Linked DNA regions of Mus musculus: regions 1, 3 and 4 are each linked to region 2. The links are chromatin contacts, called in public promoter capture Hi-C maps. All regions are on one chromosome and are shown on one strand. Each heading gives the region's core, a stretch centred on a gene start, on an enhancer-like site or on the middle of the called end of the contact. The rest is flanking DNA. Distances are from core to core; before and after follow the strand shown. Region 1 holds the start of Prkci (protein kinase C, iota). Region 2 holds the start of Eif5a2 (eukaryotic translation initiation factor 5A2). Region 3 holds the start of Phc3 (polyhomeotic 3). Region 4 holds the start of Sec62 (SEC62 homolog (S. cerevisiae)).

What was found. Promoter capture Hi-C pulls out the DNA fragments that hold promoters and counts their contacts. Capture Hi-C pulls out chosen DNA fragments and counts their contacts.
Region 1: a contact with region 2 is called in a promoter capture Hi-C map of liver, with 3 times the contacts expected there. The contact joins the promoter of Prkci here to the promoter of Eif5a2 in region 2. A contact is called at or near these places in 5 of 39 promoter capture datasets (erythroid cells, hippocampal neurons, liver and 1 more).
Region 3: a contact with region 2 is called in a promoter capture Hi-C map of adipose tissue, with 4 times the contacts expected there. The contact joins the promoter of Phc3 here to the promoter of Eif5a2 in region 2. A contact is called at or near these places in 3 of 39 promoter capture datasets (hippocampal neurons, liver and pre-B cells) and 1 of 9 other capture datasets (adipose tissue).
Region 4: a contact with region 2 is called in a promoter capture Hi-C map of pre-B cells. The contact joins the promoter of Sec62 here to the promoter of Eif5a2 in region 2. A contact is called at or near these places in 3 of 39 promoter capture datasets (cranial neural crest, erythroid cells and pre-B cells), 1 of 115 datasets of contacts at active chromatin or transcription factors (pro-B cells) and 1 of 9 other capture datasets (adipose tissue).

Annotation. Positions count from the first base shown.
Region 1 is chr3:30,993,935-30,997,331 of GRCm38.p6, forward strand. Prkci (protein kinase C, iota) reads left to right here and starts at 1,837. Exons shown (of 18, transcript NM_008857.3): 1 at 1,837-2,151. The coding sequence starts at 2,051.
Region 2 is chr3:28,779,396-28,782,951 of GRCm38.p6, forward strand. It overlaps Eif5a2 (eukaryotic translation initiation factor 5A2), which reads left to right and starts at 1,882. Exons shown (of 5, transcript NM_177586.6): 1 at 1,882-2,018; 2 at 2,621-2,821; 3 at 3,333-3,437. The coding sequence starts at 2,657. It overlaps 1700112D23Rik (RIKEN cDNA 1700112D23 gene), which reads right to left and starts at 1,727. Exons shown (of 3, transcript NR_166152.1): 1 at 1,576-1,727.
Region 3 is chr3:30,967,748-30,971,343 of GRCm38.p6, forward strand. Phc3 (polyhomeotic 3) reads right to left here and starts at 1,668. Exons shown (of 15, transcript NM_001165954.1): 1 at 1,627-1,668. The coding sequence starts at 1,640.
Region 4 is chr3:30,791,239-30,794,859 of GRCm38.p6, forward strand. Sec62 (SEC62 homolog (S. cerevisiae)) reads left to right here and starts at 1,638. Exons shown (of 8, transcript NM_027016.2): 1 at 1,638-2,145. The coding sequence starts at 2,110.

The DNA of each region.
Region 1 (3,397 bases), core at 587-3,086, 2.2 Mb after region 2:
CTATCATCTTTAAGAAAAGTGATGTGTGTGTGTGTGTGTGTGTGTGTGTGTGTGTAGTGCTATTTATACAAATTATAGTTACAGATTCATATAGCTAACACATTAAGTAGTTAAAAAATTCTTGGGTAACCTTTAAAACCATATTATGAAGCCAATAATGACAGATTTTTCAAAAGTGGTAAGGAATAAGAATTTTTTTTAAAAAAAGAATTTTCTGTGAATTACCTTTTATTTCTTCATAAATATCTACTTCTTATATGCTAGTTATTTTTCTAGAGCTTTATATAATTGTAAACTTGTCACAAAGCATTAAAAAGTTTCAATAATGCAATTAAAAATTGGTGATCTCTGCCTGGAGAGATGGTTCAGTAGTTAAAGGCACTGGCTGTTCCTCCTGGGAACCTGGGTTTGATTCCCAGCACAACTATCTGAAACTCCAGTTCCAGTGTATCTGGCACCCCTTTCTGACCTCTGCAGGAACCAGGCGGTGTGTGGTGCTCATACATAAAATAATAATTAAAAAAAATGACCATCAGCAATCAATCCATATTTAACGTGATGATGCAGCCTCTAATTGTTAAAAAAAAAAAAGTTATTTAGTGGAAATTTTCATATACTCCAAATTTGTGGACGTTGGATGAAGCTAGTACCAAGCTAAGTGTCACACATAGTAGCTCTGATAAAGCAAGCAACCAAATCTAATGTATGATTATAAAGAAAGCTGCTGGGTAGTGGTGACACATGCCCTTAATAGGACCCAGGAGGCACTAGCAGGCGAATCTCTGAGTTTGAGTCTAGCCTGACAGAATGAGTTCAAGGACAGCTACAGAGAGAAAACCTCTTACCAACCAAAAACAAACAAACAATAACAAAAAGAAAGCCATATCTTTGCTTATTTCAACAATTTGCACATGTTGCTATCTGAGCTGACCTGGTGGCTAGATTCAAGCTACCTTAAGGGTAGAGTAAGTGATACAGGCAAGATCTGAGGAAGTCCGAAAGTAAGTTACACGGACAGATTTTTTTTTCTAATTCTCGACCAGACTAGTGTAAGTAAAATAAATGCTAATGAACTGACACACTAGTTAAGTATTCACTGGGCACTTTCTTCTATAGAATGGCAATATTCACGGGTTGAGGGCCTTGAAGAAGTCTCTCTCCTGTGGTATCTCCCAATTGAGTTTCTTCTTTCGTTGCATTCACTAATGCTTTTGCTACCTACATTATTAAATTCTCCCCGAAAAGGATTTGCTGAGCAGGTAATCAAATCTTGTTCCCCCAAAAGGGAACTGTTTAATTTCAATGATCAATGAAATTGACATGGAGAATTTAATTGGAAGGAGATTCTACATCTTGACGAAGCCATCTTTCCAGTGCCCTCAGATACTCAAGCGGTTTTCAGGACTTCCATGCCTACAACTCCCGGGAAGCACAAGATCGAAAACGCGGCACTCTACACTTAAGGAACAAGTCCCAGAATCCCACCGGGACTCCAAATCCCAGAATCCCGCGCAGCAAATACATTCCGGAAGCGTGGCGGGCTAGCTGGGACGAGACTAAATAGAAGAAATAGGGGAAGCAACCTTGAGCGTGGGTGCTCTGTAGGTTGTTTTGTAGAAATCCTTCCATTTAAAGGCGTGGTTTACAATTACTTATATTAATATCCAAGTATATTCCCATTTCAGAGCGTCTGTTAGTAGGCTGGTGGGTTCTGTTCCCTCTGCTAGCCTCTTCTCCCCCCCGTGAGGATGAGAGCGCCGGGGCTCCGCGACTCCTGAGCCCGCCCTGCCGCGGAATGCGGCCTTGGGAGCGAGCGTGGTGGGAGGAGCCGCGGCGGGAGGCGTGTTGTGCCGGGCGGAGGGAGGAGCGCTGGGGCTCGGGCTTGGCGGCGAAGCGACCCCTTGCTCGCTCCGCGCCGCGGGCTAGGCGTGTTGGTCGGCGAGGCGGGCGGCCACGGCTTCCCGACAGGCTCGGGAGGCCGAGACCCTCGCGGCGCCCGGCGCTGCCCCGGCCCCCTCGGCCTCCTGCGGCGAGGCGGGGGAGTGAGGAGATGCCGACCCAGAGGGACAGCAGCACCATGTCCCACACGGTCGCGTGCGGCGGCGGCGGGGACCATTCCCACCAGGTCCGGGTGAAAGCCTACTACCGCGGGTGAGTGTTGGCGGTCAGGGACCCGAGCGATCGTGGGGGCGGCGAGAGGTGCGGTTGGTGGCACCCTGGACGTATGAGTGTAGGTCGCCAGGAGTCGGCGGAGGAGAGTGGGCGCAACCGGAGGGGAGGACAAATCAGCTGACGGAGAAATTTGCAACTGTTTCGGGACTGGGTGGATTGAAGATTTCGAGGGAAGCCTCTGTTCACTCACTACTGTGGGCACGCAAGCCTGGACTGCTTCGTTAGGTGGCTCCTTTCATTGCAGACAGGCCTGAAGCCTCCGTCTTATAAATCAGGTTTACATCTATCCTTCGCCGTGGGAGAGTTCATGAAATAAGTCTGGACTATGGTCAGAGAGCCGCTATAGGTGTTAGAGTTAGTACCAAAGTCGATACTTTTTAATAGGATGTGCACTGGATCCTGGGTGGTCAGAATTAAGGTGCAAATGTGCTGACCCACATTTTGGAAGTTAGGGTGAGCTATCGAAAGGTGAGAAGCCAAGGCTTTAAATTCTAGAAACGATCTTTACCCCACTTGATTACCAAACGTTTAAACTAATGTCTCTGCCAAAAGTAATCCAGTTCTGAGCATAGCCCAAATCATTTTCTATCGTGACTTATCATAAAGTTCTTCCTCTCCTTTGACTTCAGTGTGTGGTTTGAGATAATTTAGGATCTCTGCTGAGGTGAAAGGCCAGCGTGAGCATAAAGACTGGAGAGCAGGGATTAACAGAAGACCTCTCTGCTTGTCTAGGCAGAAATAAATTGCTTTTAAAAGCTTCAAGTGCTACAAGGTTAAAAGAGCTGTGCGTGCTTTCACATTCCTGAGGGGATCAGTGAAGATAGCAGACCTTCCCGGTTCTTTCTTGTTTTCCTTTCAAGAGAACTGAAGCTGCACATGTCTTAATGTGTACATGTAAGGCCTTAGATTTGTGTGTTATCTTCCAGCCTCTGACATTGACTGATTTGGGACTAATTCGTAGAATTTGCAGTAGACAATGTTCTTTTCACTTAAAACAGAGAAAATGAGGTTAAAATAGTCTCCGCAAACGCACTAATTTTTTTTTTTTTTGAAATTTTTAAAAAGTTGGTAGTTGTCATAATAATTGCTTTAGGCATTTTGGTTCATGGTCAGCCATGAACAAACTTTGCAAGATTGGAAGAGCCACAGCCCATCCTTCCGAGGACAAACACACAACTTTCTGATAATTTGAGAGACATTTGTTTTAGAGCAGTGGTTCTCAATG
Region 2 (3,556 bases), core at 632-3,131:
TTCAAACATCAAACTGCACGTACATGTTCTTTCCGGTCTATTTGCTATGTTTTTCAGAGCTCTGCTTTCTGATTTGCATGTTATGCCTTCTGTTGGTGATTACCCTGCTTAAAATGCACTCCCCCCCCACACCCCGACCTCCCAAACCCCATGCTGAAATGTTCTTTGGTGTTCCTATGCACAAGGTTCTGTTGTGCCAAATAGAGAAGACAAGTGGGTACATCAAATACCTTCAGGCTTAGTGCTTTTAGCCACACGCCCAAAGTTAAAAAAATACATGTGAAATAACGTGCCTCTTGTAGAACTAAACATACCAATCACTTGTTCACCATGAAAATGTGGCCTCCGGAACCTACAAGGAACCTAATACTGTAACTCTCCCAGAATCAAGGGCTGAGAATTTGCCACTTCAGTGTTCTAGAGACCTCGGGAAAAGTCACTGTATTTGTCGAATTAAATAGTCATTTGGGTCCACATACAAATCTTACATGAATATGGTGATAGACAAAGAAGTGATTTCAACTTTGATTATGAGTGGCTCTTATACCCTGCCTTATTGTCCTGCCCAGCCTTTCCCCATAATTCAAAATGAGGAGTAAAAGAGTAACTGTTAATAGTTGGGAAGGTCTGGCTGGGTGTAAGGTAGGGGTGAAAAAGAGGGCTGATGACCAAAAGGCACAGAAAATTTTGGAACGTGATAATATTCTACTATATCCTGACAATGGAGGTGATCGTACATCTGATTTCCTTTTTCAAGCCTCTTAAATCTTATTTCATATATATTCTAACATTAACCTTAGTTTAAACAAAAACTTTAGTAGTCAAGATTTAATAATAGAGATGAAACAGTACACTATGTAATTCTTACTTAAGTATTAGCAGGAGCAATAGTAACAACAACAATAGGGAAAAGCAGAGGGAACTCAGAAGCCAGGGGTCCTAATTCGGCTCTTTCTGTAACAAGAGGCAGAGTTTACTTTATGGAAGCCATGTGCTTATTGCTTCTAGACAACACAAATGAAATGTGTTCTGCATATACGTGTAAGTGACTATGAGACTAGATTTGTTTATAGGACAGCAATACCAAATCACTGAACAACATGAACTGGGTTGTGGGGTGGTCAGTTAATTACCTTGATTCTTTCCAAGGTGAGAGATGAAGCTATGATAAAACTGTGAAAGGAAAGCACACTTCTCGAGAATCTTTGTCTTTAATCATTTAACAACAAAAACAAAAACAAAACCTCAAACTCTAGGGCACACCGATGCCAGGAAGATCAAAGGTCACCGTAGAGTCTCGGGTACATGGGATTTCCCGCCCCTGAGAACACTGCTGACTTCACCAGCACCTCGTCATAGTGTCTGGAGTCCTCTGAGGATCTACAATGCAGAATCATGAAATAGCATACCACACCTAGCACTCTTCGAGCTCCAAGCACGGATTCCAGCCCCAAGGAGGGCTGCAAGCTGTACCAGAAGCTTGAATCAAAGTTCCACTCCACCAACACTCGGGACTCTTGCAAAATCAGCAGGACTTGAGAGTTTGAAGACCATTAAGTGACAGCATCCACGCACCTGCGTGCTAGGGCCCAGAGCAAGCTACCTGGTCCTAATAGTCGTCCCCAAGGTCAACTGGGCGCCGAACTGAAGATGAGGATGCATCTCGCCCGGGAACACTGCGAAGCTTCAAACAGTCGACTGCAGGCAGCTCTGCACGCCGGAAGTGCACTAATCCGCAGCACGTGGGGTTGCCAGGGCGAGCTTCACGTGACGGGGCGGGACCTCGGGAAGCTTCGAGCCAATGGGCGACCTGGAGGCGGGGCCTGTGGCGCGCCGGGGCCTATCCCGGAAGTGTGGTCGCGGCGGGGCGGGCCCGGGCTGGGCGGGCCGGGGCGGGGAGCCGGGTGTGGGAAGCGTGGCGGCCCCGCCCCGTCTCCTGGACCAGCCGCGGCCGCCAGCGCCGCCGCAGCCGCAGGGACCGGCGGACGCAGCAAAGGCGTGCGGTGCGGGGCCGGAAGGTGAAGACCTGGGGCCGGGTCGGCGGGGCGGCGGGGGATGCAGCCGGTGATGCTGGGGTCCGGGCGAGGGGAGGAGCCGAGATGCTTGGGAACTGGAGGGCGGCAAGCGCGGGACCGCCGGAGCTAGGGCCCTTTACCGCTGGGCCGAACCGGGATGCCAGGGCGGCGCCGCTGCGGGTCCTAGGCGCACTGAGGGCCAGGTGCAACCGGCCGGGTGCTCCTGTCCCAGTCTTCCCCGAACCTGCGGCCTGGCTGATACCTTGGCAGCGGGGATGGGACGGAGGGAGGCGCCGGGCCCCGCATCCCGGCGCAGGAAGGTCGTGGGCACTTCTTGCGGTGGGGTGGTGGGGACTGGACCTGCCGGCTGGGCGCTGGTGTCGCCTTCACTCTCCGGCGAGCTCTTCTGCGGCTCCTTTCCCCACCTCCCACCAAGGGCTGGAAAAGTTTTCAGAGGCCTGAATGGCAAAGTATACTCCACTCAGAGTGGGTGTTCTATAAATGCAAACATAACGGGCTAGTGATGCTCGGCTACCTGTCTTCAAAATGAGACATAACCCCGCCTGCATGCCGGTTATTAAAACGCAAACAAACTTTTCGCATAGTTCCCTCAGAAAAACCGCACATCTCCCCAGTCCACCATGGCAGACGAAATTGATTTCACTACTGGAGATGCAGGGGCTTCCAGCACTTATCCTATGCAGTGCTCAGCCCTGCGCAAAAACGGCTTCGTCGTGCTCAAAGGGCGACCATGCAAAATCGTGGAGATGTCAACTTCCAAGACTGGGAAGCATGGTCATGCCAAGGTAGGCCCTTCCAAGTCATTTTTTGGCTTCACCGTTAAGATCATTCGTGTTCCATTCTACATCGTGAGGTTTCTATATTGAAAAATAACTTTTTTTCCTTCCCCTCAGTCTCTTGAATGGTCAGACATTACTCTCAGTAAAGCTCTCCATTTAATCGGACCCTTAGAATGTTTCATTAACTGGAAACTAAAACTTTTTTAAATCCGTGTTTAGTAGAAACAAGCCTGTTCTTCTAATTCTAAGAGACTTGGTTTTCACTTTCTGTGGACTCTTGTTAATTGACTTGCTGACGTGTGTGGTGTGTTGAGTTTTGATGCCATGAAACTGTTCGGGTTTTGGGTACTTACTGAATCTCGTTCTGTGTCACTGCAACTTTTTTTAAAGAAAGTAAGATGACCTTGGAAGAGGTGAAAGGCTCCATTACAGTCAGAGCTGGGATTGTGCTGCTGTGTAGGGAGTGACATAGCTGACAGAGATTAAACATGTTTCCTGTGGTTCTCTCCTCTGTCAGGTACACCTTGTTGGAATTGACATTTTCACTGGCAAAAAATATGAAGACATTTGTCCTTCTACTCACAACATGGATGTTCCAAATATTAAGAGAAACGATTATCAAGTAAGTACTGATTTCTTTAACAGCATTTCAGAAGTGTATAAACACCCTCTTTAGTAGTAGTTTGACAAGACTTGAGAGTAGTTTTATAGAGTATATTCCTTACCAGTTACTAGACTCCA
Region 3 (3,596 bases), core at 418-2,917, 2.2 Mb after region 2:
CAACTTCTTACATCTTTACAAAAATCCCCCCCCCACAGAAAATTGCTCTAAAATTTGGGGGTGTGGAATATAATTTATTCAGCTTCCAATGCACAACCAGTAAAGTACACGTTTGTACCAAACTTTCTAATCTTTTCCCTCCAGTATTATGATCTTATGTCATTTATGTTGTAGTACAAATTTTTACCCACTGAGAAATCTATACTTTAATAAAGCCAAGCCTCTAAGGGCTTCCATGCTGTTACAAACTAAAACCACAGTAGCTGTCACCCCAGGCTCAGAAGGCCCCATGAGAATCCACTGGATTCCTCCTTCCTTGTCTGTCTTTTTCTCCTGAGAAATAAAAGTTGAACCGGCTGGCATTCCCACCGTCGACAAGCCTGTAACAAGAACATTTACTTCTCTTTCTTAAAAATCAAAACAAAATAGGGTGTCACTACGTAGCTCAGGCTGGCCTCAATGAGACTCAGGAGTCTCCAGCCACCATAGGCTGTATTAACAGCTCCAATATACAAGGGAGAAAGTAAGGTGAAAGGAAAAACAGATGGGGCTGCTAACTTCTTTTAGTGGGAGCTGAATCACATTTTTAGACGTTCTGCTGTTCATTTCCTTCCAATCAGCAAACCACAGTATCATATGGCACCTGCTCAATACTACACTCAATCAGCAGTAAGGTAAAATCTTGAAACTACTGCGTGTCAAAACACTTTGGCACCGGGACCAATGGCATCCAAGCCACCACCGTAAACCCTGGCCTTTCAAAGTCTTATTCTGCTCAGCTGTGCTCTCAAAGCCCAAAGGCGGGCGAAGAAGACAGTGAGTTCTGACGAACCAAAAATGGTCAGGGAACCTAGACAGTAATTCTAAACATTGGATGTGTGCAACTGGGCAAACCATCGCTTTACATTTCGAGGCCTGGTACAAAAGAACACTTTCGGGGAGCGCACGGGCTTGGCACGGAAATACTTGCCGCGTTCAGCTCTGGCACTCCAGAGGCCTACCCGGGAACCTGAAGTTTCAAGTCGCCAACTGAGCATAGCATCACAGCGCTACCCAAGAATGCGGCCCTCCAGGGAGGGAGGCTCGCCGCCGCAGCCCGAGCCCGGAGGGGGACTGCAAGGAAAGGCCGGGGAGGTGGGGAGCCTCGGCCGTGGGCCGCAGCCGCTGTCCGGACGCCTCCCTGCGCCTCCCCGCGCCCCCGCCGCACGGACGGACGGACGGACGGACAGACAGACGGCTACGGGCCCGCAGGAGCCAGCGCGGAGGCCCGGCGGCGCCTGCCCAGCCGGACACACCTCGGCGGGGACCGCGGCTGGAATGACAGCCCCGGCCGAGCGCCGCAGGGCTCGCGTCCCGGGAGAGCCCGGAGACTAGGGTCCCCCGGGTAGCTGTGCGCTTAGGACCACACAGCCCCGGGACCGCACGGCGCAGCACGCACTCCCGAGGGGAGGCTGGCTGGACCTGCCATCCTCCTCCCACAGTCGGGCTTCTCCACCACGCCGTGGCTCCCGCCTCGCCTCCGCCCTGCACCGCCAGCCTCGGAGCCCCAAGAGCTGCCTCGGGGGAACGTGTCGCAGCCCTCACTCGCCCCCCGGTTACGACATCAGTCACCAGCAAGTCACTCACTCCGCTTCCGCCATCTTCTCTCCTCCATCACTAACACGAAGTGCGCATGCGCCTCCTTTTCCCCCTGCAAGAGCCAAGAGCCGAGGGGCGGGATCTGGGGGGCGGGGGGCGCAGAGGTCACGTGAGGCCAGCGACTGCCAGGCTCCCTCCCACCTCAACTCTCTCTGTGAGGTGGCCTGTGTTTCCCTAAGTGGTCCTTCCCAGACACCCTCTATTTCTATGGCTCAGAATCTTTGTCTTAGCCCGGGGTCTGCGACGAATATAGAAAAAGTTCTGCTTAGCGCTGGAAATGTAGAAGTTGCTAGAATACTTTCAGAAACGTGCATCAAGTCTTAGGTTCAATACCCAGCCCCACATAAACCAGACATGGCTAGGCCCTTAGAAAGTGTTGTTTTGAATAAAAATTCAAAGTCATCCTAGACTATATAATGTAAAACAGAAACCCCATGATCCTGGTTCTATAAGAAAGCAGACTGAACAAGCAGCAGCCCTCCACAGCCTCTGCATCAGCCTCTGCATCAGCTCCTGTTTCCAGGTTCCTGCCCTACTTGAGTTCCTGTTCTGATTTCCTTTGGTGATGAACGGTGCTATAGAAGTGTAAGCCAAATAAACCCTTTCCCTCATGTCCTGCTTTGGGGATGGTGTCCCCATACCTTGCAAGGGTAAGCTTCTGTTTCCTGAACCTAAGATATCCTGAAAACCATGCTTTTTAACCTCTGCTGAATTTGTAACCCCATGATGTATACTCCTTTGCCTTGCTAAACTCCTGAACATCTCTGATGACTCCCCTTCCATATAGTGTCTTACCCTTGTATACCTCACAGCCGGCCTTGAGCCCTGAGTCCCCCCATTCTTCTGTCCTGGTGCTAACAGCCAACGCTCTCAACAGCTGTAATCTATCAACCCTAATCCTTGCCCCACAACAGAGACCTCAAAAGCCAGTGAGGGGCTGCTTTCTGAAACCTGAACTTGGATGAGGCAGCCTTTAGCCAGTCTAAGTATAGCTTGCTTAATCAGACAGTTGTGGAAATGTTTTTCCCCACCTCGGGTCTAACAGAAATTTTAAGGCTAGCCTGGGATATGTAAGACTGTGTTTAAAAAAAAGAAAGAAAGAAAGAAAGAAAGAAGAAAAATTAACTACAACTATAAAACATTAAAAATATGTATCCAAAATAGTCTGAAAAGTGGATTTTGTAGACATACATACACAGTGTGACTTTGCTTCATAGATCCAAGAAATAAGCAAATCTCTGTTGCTCTTGACTGAGAAAGAAGCATAGTGATCGTAAACAGTGTCTCCTATTTCCTGAGATGAAGTGCACTAATCTCAGTGTCTCAGGGTTCCATTGCTGTGATGAAACACCATCCCCAAAGCAGGTCATGGGAGAACGAGTTTATTTGGCTTACACTTCTATATCACCGTTCATCACCAAAGGAAGTCAGAACAGAAACTGAAGCAGGGCAGGAGCTGATGCAGAGGTCATGGAGGGCTGCTGCTTACTGGCTTGTTCAGTCTACTTTCTTATAGAACCAGGATCACCAGCCACAATAGGTGGGGCCTGCCCACATTGATCACTAAGAAAATGCCCTACAGGCTTGCCTACACACTGATATTATTAAGATAGTTTCTCAGTTGGGGCTCCCTCCTCGCCAATGACTTTAGCCTTGTGTCAAGTTGGCATAAAATTAGACAGTACAACTGACCCCTTAGCAGTTTGACACAGAGACACATCACTGTTAAGCCACAAATTTTCCTTTCTTTCCCATCCCTGAGATCACACATAAAGACATCACAATATAAAACATTTTACAAACTTAGAAAGTCCCATAGGCTTTAAAAATTCAAACACTTACAAATCCAGGCTCTGTAAAATATCCAGTCTCTTTTAAAATCCAAAGTCTTTTAAAAACCTAATGTCTCTCAACTGTGGGTGCCTATAAAATCAGAAATACGTTTAAAACCTCCTTAC
Region 4 (3,621 bases), core at 388-2,887, 2.0 Mb after region 2:
TCCCAATGCTCTGCCTTTACTTCTAAGTTCTTGAGCTCAGTTCTCTCTAAAAAGTTTTTATGTCATGACTAAAAAAATTGTCCTCAGTTTAGTTTTCTAAAAGGTTCTGTTCAGATCTGACTAAAAAGTCCTCCTCAGCCTAGTTCTGTTTCTTTCTCTGTCGGCAGCACTTATACATCTTTTAGAACACATGATCACATGGTAAAAAGTTCGTCACAAGTTTACTCATAAATTCAAATCATAAATTGAAATAGAAGTTTACAGCAGAGAATGTTTACATGTATATCCATTAGGAGTAATTACCTGGCTAAACATTCATCCCCTGTCACAACTCTACAGGGTCACAGAGAGTTAAAAAACATAACCAAGTTACTAGTGAAGTTTTGTATAGATAAACCCAGTCAACATTGTATCTTCTGTCCTAGCACCTATAATATAATCGTAGTTCCCTTTTTATGACTTTTGGTTAATGGTTTTACAACCTTTTGGAATGTGCTCTGAGTAGTAGAGGCAATTAACTGGTGACAGAGACTGGCAGAGTTCTCATTGCAGTTTTGACAGCTTAATACATACTGGTACAATTTTAGGAATCCTTACAGGATCATCATTAAGAATTAAGTCATCCATTTGTCTATATAGCATCCCTACAAGACAGTACATCTCTGTAGATCTGCAACTGCAGAGATCTGCTCAAAGAGGTAGGCTAATACCTAGTGATTGTTATATATGTTTAATAATAACAGGAGAAGCATATTAATAGTAGGAATCTTTCCTAAAATTATTTTCTCCTGGGCTTTGCCTATGGGAGCAAATCTGTCACGGATTATGTTAATCTGAGGCACACAATCTCAGGGAGATCATCTGCTAGCTATTAGCTTGTCCTGACAATCATCTGGGTAGGAAAGGCTAGAGAAAACAAGATATTGTATGTTCCAAGTTTTGTGTTAATACGTAAGAATTATTAGTTCTCCCCTGCTTCCTGACAGCAGAGCCAAATTACAGATCTCTTGAGAGTAGAATTGCATAGTTAAAAACAAAAACCACCAACCTTCAGCTATCTTAGTATATAAATGATCAGGCATCAAAGTACTGAGCTTTGCTTCAACTACATATTATTATGTCAGATATATGAAATAGAAAACTTTAAGGATTTTGAAATTAAGTTTACAATGCAAAACTGAAAAAAAAAACCACAACAACAAACAGGCTACCAGGTTCCATGATGTTTGGGGGGGAACAGAGAAGACTTATAAATTCAACATACACACACATCCCATGTACACGCAAAGTGGATATAAAGGACAAAAGAAATTTAAAATGATTAACTGACTCAAGGGATAGAATTAAACTTTATTGGTTTTATCTTTTCTGCATTTTTTCAACTTTCTTACAGCCACAATGTCATCAGAACTTGTACCTAAGCACTTAACTACCCATGTCTTTGGTCTAGAAAGTTCTGGAATAATAGTCATATAGCAGGTCGTCAGAATAGTCATATAGAAGTGGCCTGCAGTCTACTGCATCCCAACTAGTCTTGCTCCTTTCCACCTTAACTTCCCTGGGCTCATCCAGCCTTCTGGAGTCTAAGGATGGGTTGTGAGGTGTCACGTGAGGAGCGGACATTCCAAGGCTTTGGGGACGAGCTGTGTTTAATGGAGTCAGACTCTGAAGTTGTTTTCCACCTTTTAAGGGGAACTTGGCGGGACTGAAGTGGGGTGCCACGGGGCTCGCTGGGGCAGGAAGCGCCACAGGTGACGCTGTGCGCCCCGGTGGTCCCGGCGGCGTCAGCGACTCTGAGGGGCGGGGCCCGGGGATCTGTGTTTACACGCCAGCCAGGTGACTCGGGCGTTCAGTCAGGGCTGAGAGCCGACGCGACTTGCCAGCCTCCAGCGCTCTGACTCACGTGGCGCCGGCCTCCGGGACCAGAAGCAGAAGCAGCCCGCGTCGTCCGCCACCGCACGGACGGCGGGAAGACCACGGAGGCCGCCCCCAGCCCAGAGCCCGCGGCGGGTTACATAACGGGCCGCGAGCCGCCGCGCTCTCGCGAGATCTCAGCCGCCCCCTCCCCGACTCGCTCCACGTCAGAAGGAACCGGGCGGAGCGGCCAACATGGCGGAACGCAGGCGACACAAGAAGCGGATCCAGGTAGCTCGGCGGGGCCGTGGGACCGGGGACGGGCTCGGGCGCGCTGGGACGAGGAGGGACAGGGGGAGACGTCCCGAGCGGCCGGACGCCCGGAGGCCGTCTCCGCGGGGTCGCGGCGCCGGGATGGTCTCGAGGCGGGACGGTGTTAGCGGCCGCTCGGCCGAGGGCTCTGTGGTGCGTCCGGGGAAGGAAGGAGGGAGGGAGGCGCGGCGCTCGAATCCCGCGTCCGGCCCCGCGTTCCTGCGGCGGAGGGCTCGGGCCTGCGCGGGGAGCGCGGACGCCAGGCGCCGGCCGGCCTCCCTCCCTCCTCCGTGTCTCCCTGGCGTCCCGATATTAAGGCCACGGTAGCTGGGGTGGAAGGAGGGCTGACCTGCGGCACCGCCGCCGGTTCTTTGTGCTTGCAGACGGTCGGTCGGTCAGCTGGCCCCGGGCCGCCCGGCCCCAGGGCTCCTTCCAGATGTTAAGCGGCGTGTGCCCTCCATTCCCCTCCCAATGGCTCTTTTAACCGAATAGCCGGGCTTGAACCTTGCCGGCTTTCTTCCAGGCGACACGATGTAAACAAACCCTGCCCGGTCAGTGCTGCAATGGGCTGGTGGCACCCAGAAACCTTCCACATGCCAGCTTGTCAGCCTCACGCCCTACATACTGTGCCTCCCTCATCCCTTATGAATGTCACCTGAGCATCTCTTCCCCGCAGTTTTCGCCCTGTTGGGTGTCCTTTGTTCGATGCACCTTAAACATGGATGTGAGCGCCTCAAGAGCTCACTCAGAAACCAAAGGCCTAAGTTGATGGTCTCTAGTAAGTTGTTAATATGTCAGTCACAAGTTGTTACACTCATTCTTGTCTTTCTGTTCCCCACGTAGGATGTCTTTTTCTGTTTTCCTTTTATATCCATTTTTTTAAAGACTTATCAAGTTATTGGCCTACAGGCCTTTTGAACTATGTAAGTTACAGTTGAAAACAATTTTAAATACTGTGGGAAAGATACCAGTGTTCAGTGAGTGTGGAAGTTGGCAGGTGTGACAAGATAATTTTGAACAGGTTACAGAAGGGAACTAGAGACAGATTCCAAGTTCACATAGGTTTTTAAAACCAGAGTGTCAAGACAATAGAAATTTCTAATTATGCTATTCCCAGGCTTTTGAAATTTAGTATTATGGCTTAATATGGATACTTACTTTATTAGAATTTGTATTGAAGTTGTTAAATTTGTGCTTCCTGCTCTCCTTATGTTTACCCTTGGCAGGACAAATTTGTACTTTTTTGCTCTTTACTACACATTATTTTACAGTTTTATCTGCTTTTCAATATTGCCATAAAGGTAATGTAATGTACTTTTTAAATCGCTGCTCATATTTCAGTTATGAGTGTATGTTAGACAGAAAAGCAGGTAGAGATGCTTTATGGTGCTCTTTAGTACCATAGCTACAAGTTAGTTATCTTATGCCTGTTTGTTCTCTAGCTCCACCAATTAG